Linked DNA regions of Mus musculus: regions 1 and 3 are each linked to region 2. The links are chromatin contacts, called in public HiChIP or PLAC-seq and promoter capture Hi-C maps. All regions are on one chromosome and are shown on one strand. Each heading gives the region's core, a stretch centred on a gene start, on an enhancer-like site or on the middle of the called end of the contact. The rest is flanking DNA. Distances are from core to core; before and after follow the strand shown. Region 1 holds the start of Smim4 (small integral membrane protein 4). Region 2 holds the start of Colq (collagen-like tail subunit (single strand of homotrimer) of asymmetric acetylcholinesterase). Region 3 holds the start of Sema3g (sema domain, immunoglobulin domain (Ig), short basic domain, secreted, (semaphorin) 3G).

Region 1 (3,828 bases), core at 1,320-3,819, 450 kb before region 2:
GGCTATACAGAGAAACCCTGTCTCGAAAAACTAAAAAAAAAAAAACAAACCTTCCTGGTGTTCCTTCTGACCACTCTAAGTCACCTTAAACATGCTGAAGTCTGATGCTTCCATTACAGGTTAGCTGAATGGCCTGTAAACCCAGATGTCTGGCCCAAACTGTCCTCCTGAACTTGGGATCTTTAACCCATTTCATCATGTCCTACCTTATACCCAGAATCACCCTGCCCATGGATTTAAAAATAAATAATTTTTAAAAAAGATTTTCTACTATTATATATATGAGTACACACACTAGAAGAGGGCATCAGATCCCATTACAGATGGTTGTGAGCCACCATGGGTTGCTGGGAATTGAACTCAGGACCTCTAGAAGAGCGGTTAGTGCTCCTAACTGCTGAGCCATCTCTCCAGCCCCCTGCCTGTGTTCTGTACCTTCAGTGGAAGTATCAGCCCTGCCCTTCTGTCCCCTGAGAAGTTCCCATGCCCATCTCAATTACCAGACTTATCAACACTACTCTAAGCTGTCTCAGGTCTACCCACTTCTTGGCATTCCTTCTGCCAGCCTGACTAGGCCATCAGCTCAAGTCTGGCCAACCACACAGTGCCTATGTCTCTATCAAAATAGGCTAGAGCTGGGTGTGGTGTCGCACGCCTTTAGTCCCAGCACTCGGGAGGCAGGCGGATTTCTGAGTTCGGCCAGACTGGTCTACAGAGTGAGTTCCAGGACAGCCAGGGCTATACAGAGAAACCCTGTCTCGAAAAACCAAACCAAACCAAATCAATAGGCTTGATTCTTCTTGTCCAGTACTTTTATGGCCCTGCACAGGGACCCTTCTATCCGTGCCACCTTTCACGCTGTGCATCAGCTGCAGTCCCTCGGAACAGCATACACATAAGCCTCCAGGTTTCCAGGTTCACCACTGCCATGAAGTGAGCTTCATCGATCTTCCCCGATTTACCTGGGTAACAGTCCTAAATGTCTATCTTTCCCCAAAGGCCTTCCCCATACCATCTGATCCAATGAAGTGGCCACCTAGGATTCTTAGACTACTCACAAACCCTTATGGCATGCTTAATGGTAGGGGAAGGGGTTAAAATGGAGTTTGGGATCATGTGAGGCAATTATTCTCCTACCAAACTACACCATGAGCTCTTCTGAAACTTGCCTTCTTCGCTAGATATTCTCATAGTTATTAAACATTAAGTGGAGGCCCATGCCTGTAAACCCAGAGGATGACTCTAAGTTTTGAAGATTCAAGGCCAGCATAGTCGGGCTCCGCGTCAAAGTATAGAAAGAGTAATCAGGGGCTGGAGAGATGGCTCAGTGGTTAGGAGCACTGACTGCTCTTCCAGAGGTCCTGAGTTCAATTCCCAGCAACCACATGGTGGTTCACAACCATCTGTAATGGGATCCAATGCTCTCTTCTGGTGTGTCTGAAGACAGCTACAGCGTACTCAAAATAAATCTTAGAAAGAAAGAAAGAAAGAAAGAAAGAAAGAAAGAAAGAAAGAAAGAAAGAAAGAAAGAAAGGAAGGAAGGAAGGAAGGAAGGAAGGAAGGAAGGAAGGAAGGAAGGAAGGAAGGAAGGAAGGAAGGAAGGAAGGAAGGAAGGAAGGAAGAAAGAAAGAAAGAAAGAAAGAAAGAAAGAAAGAAAGAAAGAAAGAAATGAATGGAGGTTTTGAAAGAACAACCTAAAATTCTCAAATGGTAAGTTACATGAGAGGCAGACAAAGGGCCCAAAGGTTGGGAGAAAGCCTGAAAGGAACTGGCAGTTCCAGAGGCCGTTCTCAGAAATGCCAGACATTCTTTTCACAGTTCTAGGTCAAAGACATAACCTAAGGAGAGCGAGTGACCAGTAGTAATTAGCTAGGACAGCCGGGATAACTTCCTCAGGAGTTTGGGCTAAAGCTCTCAAAGGGCAAGGGCCTTAACCTGAATTTCTGAGCTATATCTCTGAATTTCCCTCAGGACTGGTTCCTCTTCCACATGCGATTAATCCTGTTCCTTAGGCCCAAAGTCACCAGCAGGGCCAAGGACAGGCTACAAAGACCTGCACGGCCTGACTAGAGGCACGTGCCCTCTTCAAATGCCGGAAGAGGAGGAGGGCTGGATGCCAATGTGAACAAAATACAAGAGCCCTAAGGGCCTCCTGCCTCGCTGCACGAGAACTGTCAAAACACTGTTCCTAACGCCCAAAGTGAAAGGAACTCTGCAACTGAATGGATCGCATACCCACGGGAGAAACGGAGGCTGCTGCACCCTCACTTACAGAAGGTCTCCTGGCCCACGCGCACTTTAATCATGATCCACTCCATCGCACCTCCCAGGACAAAAAAGAAGGGCAGGAATCTGTAGATGCCGAATCGCTGCTTGCCGGGCACTCGCTGAAGAGCTCGCCTCACCTGGGCCCTGGAGAACATGACCGAGGCCTCCCAGTGGGGTAGGGACGGAACCAGGCAGACTGGTGTTCCCGGAGGCAGTACAAATAACCCTGCGGACCCCTGCGTGTCCGCGGAGTCCCGTGGACTGAGCACCAAGACTCGACTGCAGCGCCACAGCCCGGCCGCAAGAGTTAGGTCGCGGAAGTTAGGACAGACCCAAAGCCTGGTCGGCTCCGCCAATCAGAATGTGGCGGGACTCTCAGACTCTCCAATCAGAGTGCTGTTTGAGCGCGCGTGCTCTGTGAGGCTGAGTCGGTCTGAAGAAGCCTGCGCACGCGCCTAGATTCTGGAGACGGAGAACCTTCGGGGGGCGGGGTCTCCAACGTGGCGTGGCGGCCCCGCCCTCGACCTGCTCTCACTGCTGAGGCTCAGAGTTTACTGCCGCGCCCCCTACTCTGCCATCGCCATCTTTTTTTGTAATACCCTGACCGAGGTGTCGACCCTTTGTGAATGAAATCAGCTAAAATGCAGTTTCGTGACACTCCTTCCTTTTATTTCTGGATGTGACTGGTTTGACTTGGATTCTAATACAAACATAACTCGATATGCATTTTCGAAAGCTGAATTTTATCGTCGCAGCAAAAAGTACAACTGTCTATAACAAACATGCTAAAATAATATAAACCTATGATAAGTGGGAAATTACCGTTATTCTGGTAACTTGTAGTGTTTTTAAGCATCACAACCAATAGTTACAGAAGAGGATCAAGGTAAAGAGTGACTTCGCTGTCAAACCACAACCCTATCGGCACCCTTGTAAGATGAGCCTTTCTATGATGCTGTGAGAATTGACAATCTAAAAGAATTAAATGGCCTGGCAGTGGTGGCATATGTCTTTAATCCCAGCACTTGGAAGGCAGAGGCAGGCGTATCTCTTGAGTTCGAGGCCAGCCTGGTCTACAGAGTGAGTTCCAGGACAGCCAGGGCTACACAGAGAAACCCTGTATCAAAAAAAAAAAAAAAAAAAACAGAATTAAATGACAGATTGCAGCGAGGAGGCCTGGTGGGCCCATGCCAAGGTATGCCCCTGAGAAATTATGCTGTGCAACAAATCTGGTATGAAAGGAGTTTATTGGGGAAGGAATAGAGGCAGTGAGGGAACCATGAAGGCAGAGAAAGAGGGGGGGGGGTCATAAACAGCTGACTAAGCGCAGCCTGCCTGGAGGTACCTACTGGAGAAGCCACACACAGTGAACGCCTGGCACTTGGTGCCATTTCTCTTGGATCTGAGGACTGAAACTTGTAAAGTGTCATCCACTTGGAAGGAATCCACATGTGGCCAGGTCTTCACAGCCCACCTAGGTCAATGGACCTACAAGGGTCCACCCATAAGCCCACCCTTCGGCATCCATGACTACCCAGACCAGAATCTGATACACCCGAT
Region 2 (3,898 bases), core at 218-2,717:
GGTCAGAGAATAATGACCCTCAGACTAGATGACCTCGTGAGAGACGTGCTGCTGACACACACTCTTGGCGATACAACCACCTGCTTCTTCTGCCTCCCCTGGTACTCTCTCTGGCTCTCTCTTCTTCATGTCTCTTCCCTGCTTCTTCTGTTTCTCACACTTTTATAATTAGCCTCACAGCAATCTCCCTGCCACTCCCTTAGGGCCTGCAGTTTGGCAGCACGGCTTGCCCGGGAGCTGTTTTTTATGAATGGAGAGAGGTGGGTGGTGAGTCTGGAGAAATGCTCTCTCTGGGTTTCATAGGCAAAGACACAGAATCAGCTTCGGTGCTTAGAAAATAAGGACTAAGGGTGCCTTAGAGCAGGGGCTGAGATGAACTGAGGAGGGTGTGAAGGAAGTAGCAAGCCCTGGGGTCTGCTTGCTTCCTCAGACCCTCTGGAGATATTTAGATTTCCTCAGAAAGGTTTGAAAAGGCTATGTCAGTAACCCAATACTTCCCCTGTACCAGGTCAGGCAGGACAAGGGCAACAGCCCGGTGGTGCCTGCAGAAAATGTTGCCTGGCTGGCCAACTAGGCAAGGCTTCTTCAATCTCCCAGCCCTGCACTCAGCAAGCAAGACACATCTGGTTCCAGGTCCACTGACCCTCTGGAAGCCCTCATCATTCCTTTAGCACCTCTAGATGGGTTGTCAGAGCTGAAGAGAAGAGAGCCCAACACGAGAGCAACCAGGGCTGAGGAAACAGCAAGCCCTGCTGACAGTGGCCAGGCAGAATCCCCTGCCCTTCAGCAAGGTTGACAGAGCAATATTTGCTTCACAGCATCCTGAGGTACGCCACACAGGGAGGAGGTTAGAGACAGATTTATAGAAACACCTTACAGAAGTTCTCACTTCTCTAGAACTTAGACTTTTCCATCCCCAGCTCCCAATTCCCTGACCAAAATGATTCATGCAGTAAATGAGCAGCAGAGACAGGGACACAGAAGCAACGGCTCAGAGTCTGGCTTTGAGCAGCTGAGTAGTGACGGTTGGAAGGAGGACAGAAGGGCCTTTGGAGACAAGCTCGGGTGACAGGAAGCACCTTGGGGGACAGACCATCGCCCCAGAGCCTTCCTCTGCTAACAGCAGATTGGCAAAAAGATCAGGACATATTGCAAGACCATCTTGAGTCCCCCACCCCCCTTCTGCCCCTGCAGACGGAAGCGAGGAAAGTCTCGGTCATCAGTTACCTGCTGAGATTGGGACCACACTGTTGATGAAAGTTGGCTGAGACACGATGGAGCAGAAGAAGAGTTGGAGATAAATTCCCAAAGTCATTGGATTCAGGACCACCATGCTGGCCAGGTCTGGTTAATATCAAGTCAGAGGGCAAGGCTGCTGGGAGCCTCTCCTAGCTCAGCTTTGTCCTGACTGCCAGCTCTCTCTCTCTCTCTCTCTCTCTCTCTCTCTCTCTCTCTCTCTCTCTCTCTCTCTCTCCCTCCCTCTCTCTCTCCTCGACTTCCTCCTTGCTTGCCTCCCTCCCTCTCTCCCTCCCTCTCTTTTCTCCATGCCTTTATCAAGAAAGAATGCCAGCCATGTCCCATTAAACCTTCTCTGTACTCCACAGGGTTATATTTATCTCAGGCACTGGGTCAAATGCCCACATTAAAATTAAGATGTCAGAATTTTTTTTTTTTTTGAGACTAAGGTAAGCAGCTATGGAACAGATGAGAAAGAGGACAGCCAAGTCTCCGAAGTTTACCTGTCACCACCCTCAAGGGCAGATGGGTCTCTTGCTCTATTACCCACCATCAGCAGTAGACTTGGAACACAGGTGTCCTGCCCTAGCACTAATCAAGTCTCTGGTATAAACTGCCCTCCCGGAGGACAAGCTCCTGGCTTGGGACAGTCTCACCCACCAGAAAAAAGTGCAAGTCGAGCTGGGACTTTCTGCTGGGGAACTTGCAATTCCAAACAGCTGTTGCTATGAAAAGATCCCCTACTCCAGCCCCCACCCCCACCTCCACCCCCACCCCCAGAAACTGCAACCCTTTAACCTCATGCAAAAGAAAGCAGATGGGAGCAGTAAAAGCACATTCGAGTGGACCATTCAATATGGGATTTTTCTCGGAGCAACAGCATCATCAACTTAATCTCCGTTAGACAAAATCTCCTGAGACAAAAATAATTCCAGGGGCTGGAGATGTCTTGGCAGTTAGGAGCATGTCCAGGCAAAAGTTTAGTCCCAGCACCCGTGCTGTGTAGCTCACAACTGCCTGTGGCTCCCGCTCAGAAGATCTGATGTGTCTGGTCTCCAGAGCACCTGCACTCATGTGAACGTACCCCACCCCCATACCCTAGCCCCCCATAGACATAATTGTAAAATTAAGTTAAAAACCCAAAAATATTCTTAAAAGAGTTTGTAAAGACTCTTATAGTGATCATTAGCTTTAAAAAAATCAGGCAATTAAAATTCTACTCCATAGAGTTGTTTGATTAGCTTTAATTTATGTAAGAGACTCATTGGGAAGGTTTCACAGATCTGGTGAGTCCTGGTGCTCCTCTTAGGCAAGGTGAATTGAGGCTGGGGCAGAGAGTATGACGATACCACACTCTGCAGCTCAGAATTAGACTTGGCCCTGATCCAGCTCCAAGTGGCAGAAGACAAATTGTCTGACCCCCGTACGCCTTTGCTGTATCATCTGAGAGACAGAGAGAATTCCCTCTGCAGGGTTGTTGGAAAGGTTAAAAGAGATAGTGTGGAATGAATTGTACTCAAACTTGAACTTAGAGACAGCATCATGGAATCCACAGAGCTGTGGATGGTGGGTACAAAGATACCCACCCAAATACCTTACACCGCCAGGTGTGTGTGTCACTCATGTGCCAGAAAAAGATGCAGAAATAGCTAACTGATATGATTGATAAAAAGATGATGCAGTCACCACCAGAACAGCTGCCCTTTGGGGCCCCACAGAGACGTGCCTACAAGCCTGAACTCTTTAAGGAATTCTTAGGGAATTTCCAGTGTATTTTATGAGCCTCTTTTTAATGGTGATATCCCAACTAACCAAGGCAGAAATAATCATCTTATTCAGACCCTCCTAGAAGGACGGACTCCTGCAGAATCTAGGAATTGAGGCTCTGTGTCCATAAGGAAGTCACCTAGCATTTGAGAAAGGCTCACATCAACGAAGCCAATCAGAGCCTGCCTCTTATAGGTTTCAGGTAGGAATGTTGGCTGGAGAATAACTCCTGTTAAACACAGGTATCACCTGACTGAGGAACTGTCAGAAACAGCCAACTGCTCAGTGGTCTAGGTTCAAGAATATACATTGTTCCTCAGAATGGAAACAATAGCCCATGGTATGCAATCATTGAAAAAGAATCTAGGATGGAAATATACCTCAGTGGCAGAGCACTCTAGCATAGAAAAAAAAATTGTGAAAGTCTTTGTACCAAGTGGTGCTAGAAAAAAGATGGAACTTCAACATACAAAACAGAAACAAAGATGAACCCTTTCTTACTTTATCCTACTCATAAGAATTAGTTCAGGAGTTTGGGGTTTGAATATGCTTGGCCCGAGGAGTGGCACGATTAGGATGTGTGACCTTGTTGGAGTAGGTGTGTCACTGTGGGCATGGGCTTAAGACCCTCATCCTAGCTGCCTGGAAGCCAGTATTCTCCTAGCAGCCTTCAGATGAAGATGTAGAACTCTCAGTTCCTCCTGCACCATGCCTGCCTGGATGCTACCATGCTCCCACCTTGATGATAATGGACTGAACCTCTGAACTTGTAAGTCAGCCCCAATTAAATGTTGTTCTTATAAGACTTGCCTTGGTTATTGTGTCTGCTCACAACAGTAAAACCCTAACTAAGACAAGGAGATAGACAGAAGGCTCAGTAAGGTGCTCTAACGTG
Region 3 (3,792 bases), core at 506-3,005, 360 kb before region 2:
ACTGAGACCCCAGGACAGAACCACTACTGTAGCGGCCTCTGCTGTACAGGCGTCGTTCTTCAGTTTTGTAAGTTCCTACACAGGATGGCTGGTCCTTGCCTCAGGAGAAGGCAGATCCAGGAAATAAAGGCTTGCATCCTTCAGCAGACTCAGAGGCAGAGGTGGGAAGGAGCCAGTTACTGGTGTCTCTGAGCAGCGCCTGATCTGCTTCCAAGTAAGAACACCACCACCACCACCACCACCACCACCACCACCACCACCACCACCACCATATTAGTGTTCTAGGGTCCAGGGGCACAGGGAGGTGAAGTTACGAGCCATAGGTCCTTCTTGAGCTGAGCCAAGGAATAATCTGTTTTCTTTCTAGAGAAGAGATAGGGAGGGGAGGTAAGGTCCCAGAACACTAGCCCTCCAGGAGGCCCAGAAGCAGAGGAGGGTTCCAGGGCGGAGCTGAACCTGTTCTCAGCCGTCTGTGGTCTGAGCCATGACTCTCTCTGAAAGGTTGGTGGGGAGCATCCTGCTTCCCCCCTTCTGAGGTCTCAGGCCATTCCATCTGGGAGGCCTACCCTATGGGTGTTTCTAGAACCCTGGGAGCTGAAAGGAGAGTTCAGGGCAGGGTGAGGTGAGAGGTGGGGTCAGCAGGTCCAGAAACTGCTCTGAAAGTGTGTGTGTGTGTGGGGGGGGTGTCCCACTTACCCAGATTCAGGGCCTTGGTGCATCTTCCCCTTGGCTCCTTTTAATGCACTCCACACCAGAGTTTAGGGCAGAACTGTGATCCCTGTAGAGCCCATGGGCTTGGGAGGAACTCACCACGGACCTATTGTGCTCTGGCCCCTGGGCCTCCAAAGCACTGGGGCCTGGAGGAAGCAAGACAATAGAAGTTCTCCTAAGCATGGAATAAAAGCATGGAATAAAACTTACCCCTTACCTCAGAGCAAGCCTGCTGAACTGAGATAGAGCCCTGTGGATTCAGAGAGGGGCTGTGGAGCCTGGGGAGGTCTGGGTGGGAGCCTTAGGTCAGTGGTTCTCAACCTTCCTAACGCTGCAACCCTTTAGTACAGTTCCTCATGTTGTGATGATTCTCCAACCATAAAATTATTTTCATTGCTACCTCATAACTGCCATTTTGTTAGCGTTATGAATTGTAATGTACATCTCCGTGGTTTCAGATGATCTTAGGCGACTCCTGTGAAAAGCCCATTTGACCCTCAAAGGGGCCGTGACCCACAGGCTGAGAACCATTGCCTCCGTTTCTTACCAGTGCCAGACCTATGATGTATGGCTGGACCTTAAGCCCTACCAGCATGAAGTTGAAGTGAATCCTCTACCCACACAGCAGCTTAGGCACAGGGGAGAGCTTGGCAGTCAGGTCAAGGATACCTGGCTGGCTCAGGACTAGTGATGCCTCTCTGGAGAGGCAGGGAGTAAAGCCAGACCCCCACCTGATTCCTGACCTCTCTCTCAGGTTATCCCTTCCCCTTGCTGCTTTGTTGGAGCCTAGGCACTTGCATTTGTGAGTGTCTGTCATTCAAACTGTCCACACCTCAGCTGGGTCAGAGTCTCCCAAGGGGGAGCAGGCCAGTTAGCTGCACGGGCATTGAGCGGGCCGGCCGGCTGAGGTGGCCGGAGAAACTGCAGGTAGATGGCAGGCTTGGAGCACTTCGCTCTTCCTCTCCCGCCTTCCCGCCCAGCACTGGGTGGAGCCACTGCCTTATAAGTGGCTGGCCTGGTGGCAGCAGAGCAAACTACATCCAGCAGCAGGATCAGAGGGCAGCTCATTTTTTTTTCCCAGCATGGACCCATCTGCGTGGGCCATCTGCTGCCTCCTGGGGAGCCTTCTGTTCCATGTGGGCATCCCCAGCCCTGGTCCCAGCCCCAGTGTGCCTCGTCTGCGGCTCTCCTACAGAGGTACTGGCCAGTGCTGTCCTGTTTGTGTGCATGCTGTGAATGTCTGTGAATGTCCGTGGCTCTAGGACATCCTTTAATCAGCCAGCAGCAGCATGGGTAAGGTTTCCTGGTCAGACCCTGAATGATGCTAGGGATGACTGTGGGCAGGAAAGGTAGACACATCCTGAGAGCCATGGCCAAAGTGGAAGACTAATACAAGGGGGAAACTGAGGAGACTGCTACAAAGGAAGGGTGGGAGATGGAAACAAGGAAGGGGGACGGAGGTACAGAGCAGAGGGAGGGTATAAAGAGGGTCTGGGCAGACATCAAGGGAGTGGGTAGAAGTCTGTCCTTCTGGTCCTGAGCCACAAGGAAAGGAGGAGCCTCTCCCACCTCTTGTAGCCTGTCCTGACTTATCATCATCCACGCTCACTTGACCATCCTCTCTCCATCTATAGTCCAGGAGAGTCTCAGCTTTCCTCTGCCATCTTCTCTCGGTGTCTCTGTCTCTGTCTCTGTCTCTCTGTCTCTGTTTCTCTCTGTCTCTCTCTCTGTCTCTCTCTCTGTCTCTGTCTCTCTCTCTCTCTCTCTCTCTCTCTCTCTCTCTCTCTCTCTCTCTCTCTGTGTGTGTGTGTGTGTGTGTGTGTGTAGAAGTGGTTCTCCGCTCTAGCCTAGCTGTGTGGTTCTGCCTTTTTTGATGGTCTGAGACAAATAAAACTAGGATTTAATTATAGATTCTTCTTCAACAAAAATGTATGGCAGCTATGTATCTGTGTGTCTATGTATGTATGTATGTATGTATGTATGTATGTATGTATCTATCTATCTATCTATCTATCTATCTATGTATCTATGTATCTGAGTGAGGGATGTGAGAGTGTTTTGTCTAGGTGCACATGTGCCACAGTGCATGCTGTACATGTGTATAGGTCAGAAGACAACTTGCAGGAACTGGTTCTCTCTACCATGTGAGGCTCTGGGGGTCAAACTCAGGTTGTCAGGTTTGGCAAGTACCTTTACCCACTGAGCCATCTCAGAAGCCCCGCAGATTTTTCCTGGGGGAGAGGAATCATCTTCTCTGGGGAACAGCAGTCAGAAGGGGGATGGCACAAGCTTGCTGTGGAGACCATGTGGGTAAAGGGCTCTTTGTTCGGGGAGCTGTGGCTTTGAGGGACAATCAGGCTACTCTGAGAGGGAAGTCTCAGAGTCTATATTAATCAAGCAGGGTATCCTGAAGAGGCCACCAGTGAGTTTGAGGATGGAGTGTGGTGCCTGAGGAGTTCTGGACAAAGGTTACTCTGGGCCTTCCCAAGTGGGGCAGGCAGCCCCTTCTGGACAACTCTGCCAGTCCTTTGCTGGGGCCTTGCTTCCACCTCCCCAAGCAGAAGCAAGGAACTATATCAAAACTCTTGGGGCTCTGATCCTTCCATCTTTGGGGTCAGCTGATAGGGCAGTGTGTACAAGGGAGAATGTCATTTGTCCACAGCTCTGAGGCTGGAGTTCTGTCAGGCCATGCCTGGTCTGCCCTGTGTCTTGGTGTGCCCCCCGCTGAGGAATGTTCCCCTGGCCTCCCCTCTCCCCATTGGCTCCAGTCTTTTGCGTGTTCACACTCTTCCACCTTCTTCCTGGCTCTCCCAGCTCTTGTCCAGGCTCTTTGATGTAATTGCTGTCAGTGGGGCTTTCTTCCCTGGTTACTTAGCAAAGATACTGAGATACAAGGATCCAAGCACTTAGATAGGATACTGGGGAGTTGTCAGATGAAAGACCAAGGGTCTGAAGAATGGAGGACAGGGGACCATTAGGATGTGGCGTGGTGGCAGAATGCTTGGATGCTGAGCATGATGGAGGGTAACCCTAAGTTTAATCTCCAGGTCAACTAAAAAACAAAACAAACAAAAAGACTAG

What was found. Promoter capture Hi-C pulls out the DNA fragments that hold promoters and counts their contacts. HiChIP or PLAC-seq counts read pairs in DNA pulled down with a chosen protein or histone mark.
Region 1: a promoter capture Hi-C map of liver shows a contact between it and region 2, with 3 times the contacts expected there. The contact joins the promoter of Smim4 here to the promoter of Colq in region 2. A contact is called at or near these places in 5 of 39 promoter capture datasets (hematopoietic stem and progenitor cells, hippocampal neurons, liver and 1 more) and 1 of 115 datasets of contacts at active chromatin or transcription factors (the SCID.adh cell line).
Region 3: a contact with region 2 is called in an H3K27ac HiChIP or PLAC-seq map of double positive thymocytes, with 2.6 times the contacts expected there. The contact joins the promoter of Sema3g here to the promoter of Colq in region 2. A contact is called at or near these places in 9 of 39 promoter capture datasets (the 3T3-L1 cell line, the C10 cell line, embryonic stem cells and 5 more), 2 of 115 datasets of contacts at active chromatin or transcription factors (bone marrow-derived macrophages and double positive thymocytes) and 2 of 9 other capture datasets (liver and macrophages).

What each region holds. Positions count from the first base shown.
Region 1 is chr14:31,126,361-31,130,188 of GRCm38.p6, forward strand. Smim4 (small integral membrane protein 4) reads right to left here and starts at 2,570. Exons shown (of 2, transcript NM_001308091.1): 1 at 2,273-2,570. The coding sequence starts at 2,423.
Region 2 is chr14:31,575,916-31,579,813 of GRCm38.p6, forward strand. Colq (collagen-like tail subunit (single strand of homotrimer) of asymmetric acetylcholinesterase) reads right to left here and starts at 1,468. Exons shown (of 17, transcript NM_009937.2): 1 at 1,228-1,468. The coding sequence starts at 1,333. It overlaps LOC102639719 (a long non-coding RNA gene), which reads right to left. Exons shown (of 3, transcript XR_874498.2): 3 at 2,467-2,679.
Region 3 is chr14:31,216,118-31,219,909 of GRCm38.p6, forward strand. Sema3g (sema domain, immunoglobulin domain (Ig), short basic domain, secreted, (semaphorin) 3G) reads left to right here and starts at 1,756. Exons shown (of 16, transcript NM_001025379.1): 1 at 1,756-1,908. The coding sequence starts at 1,794.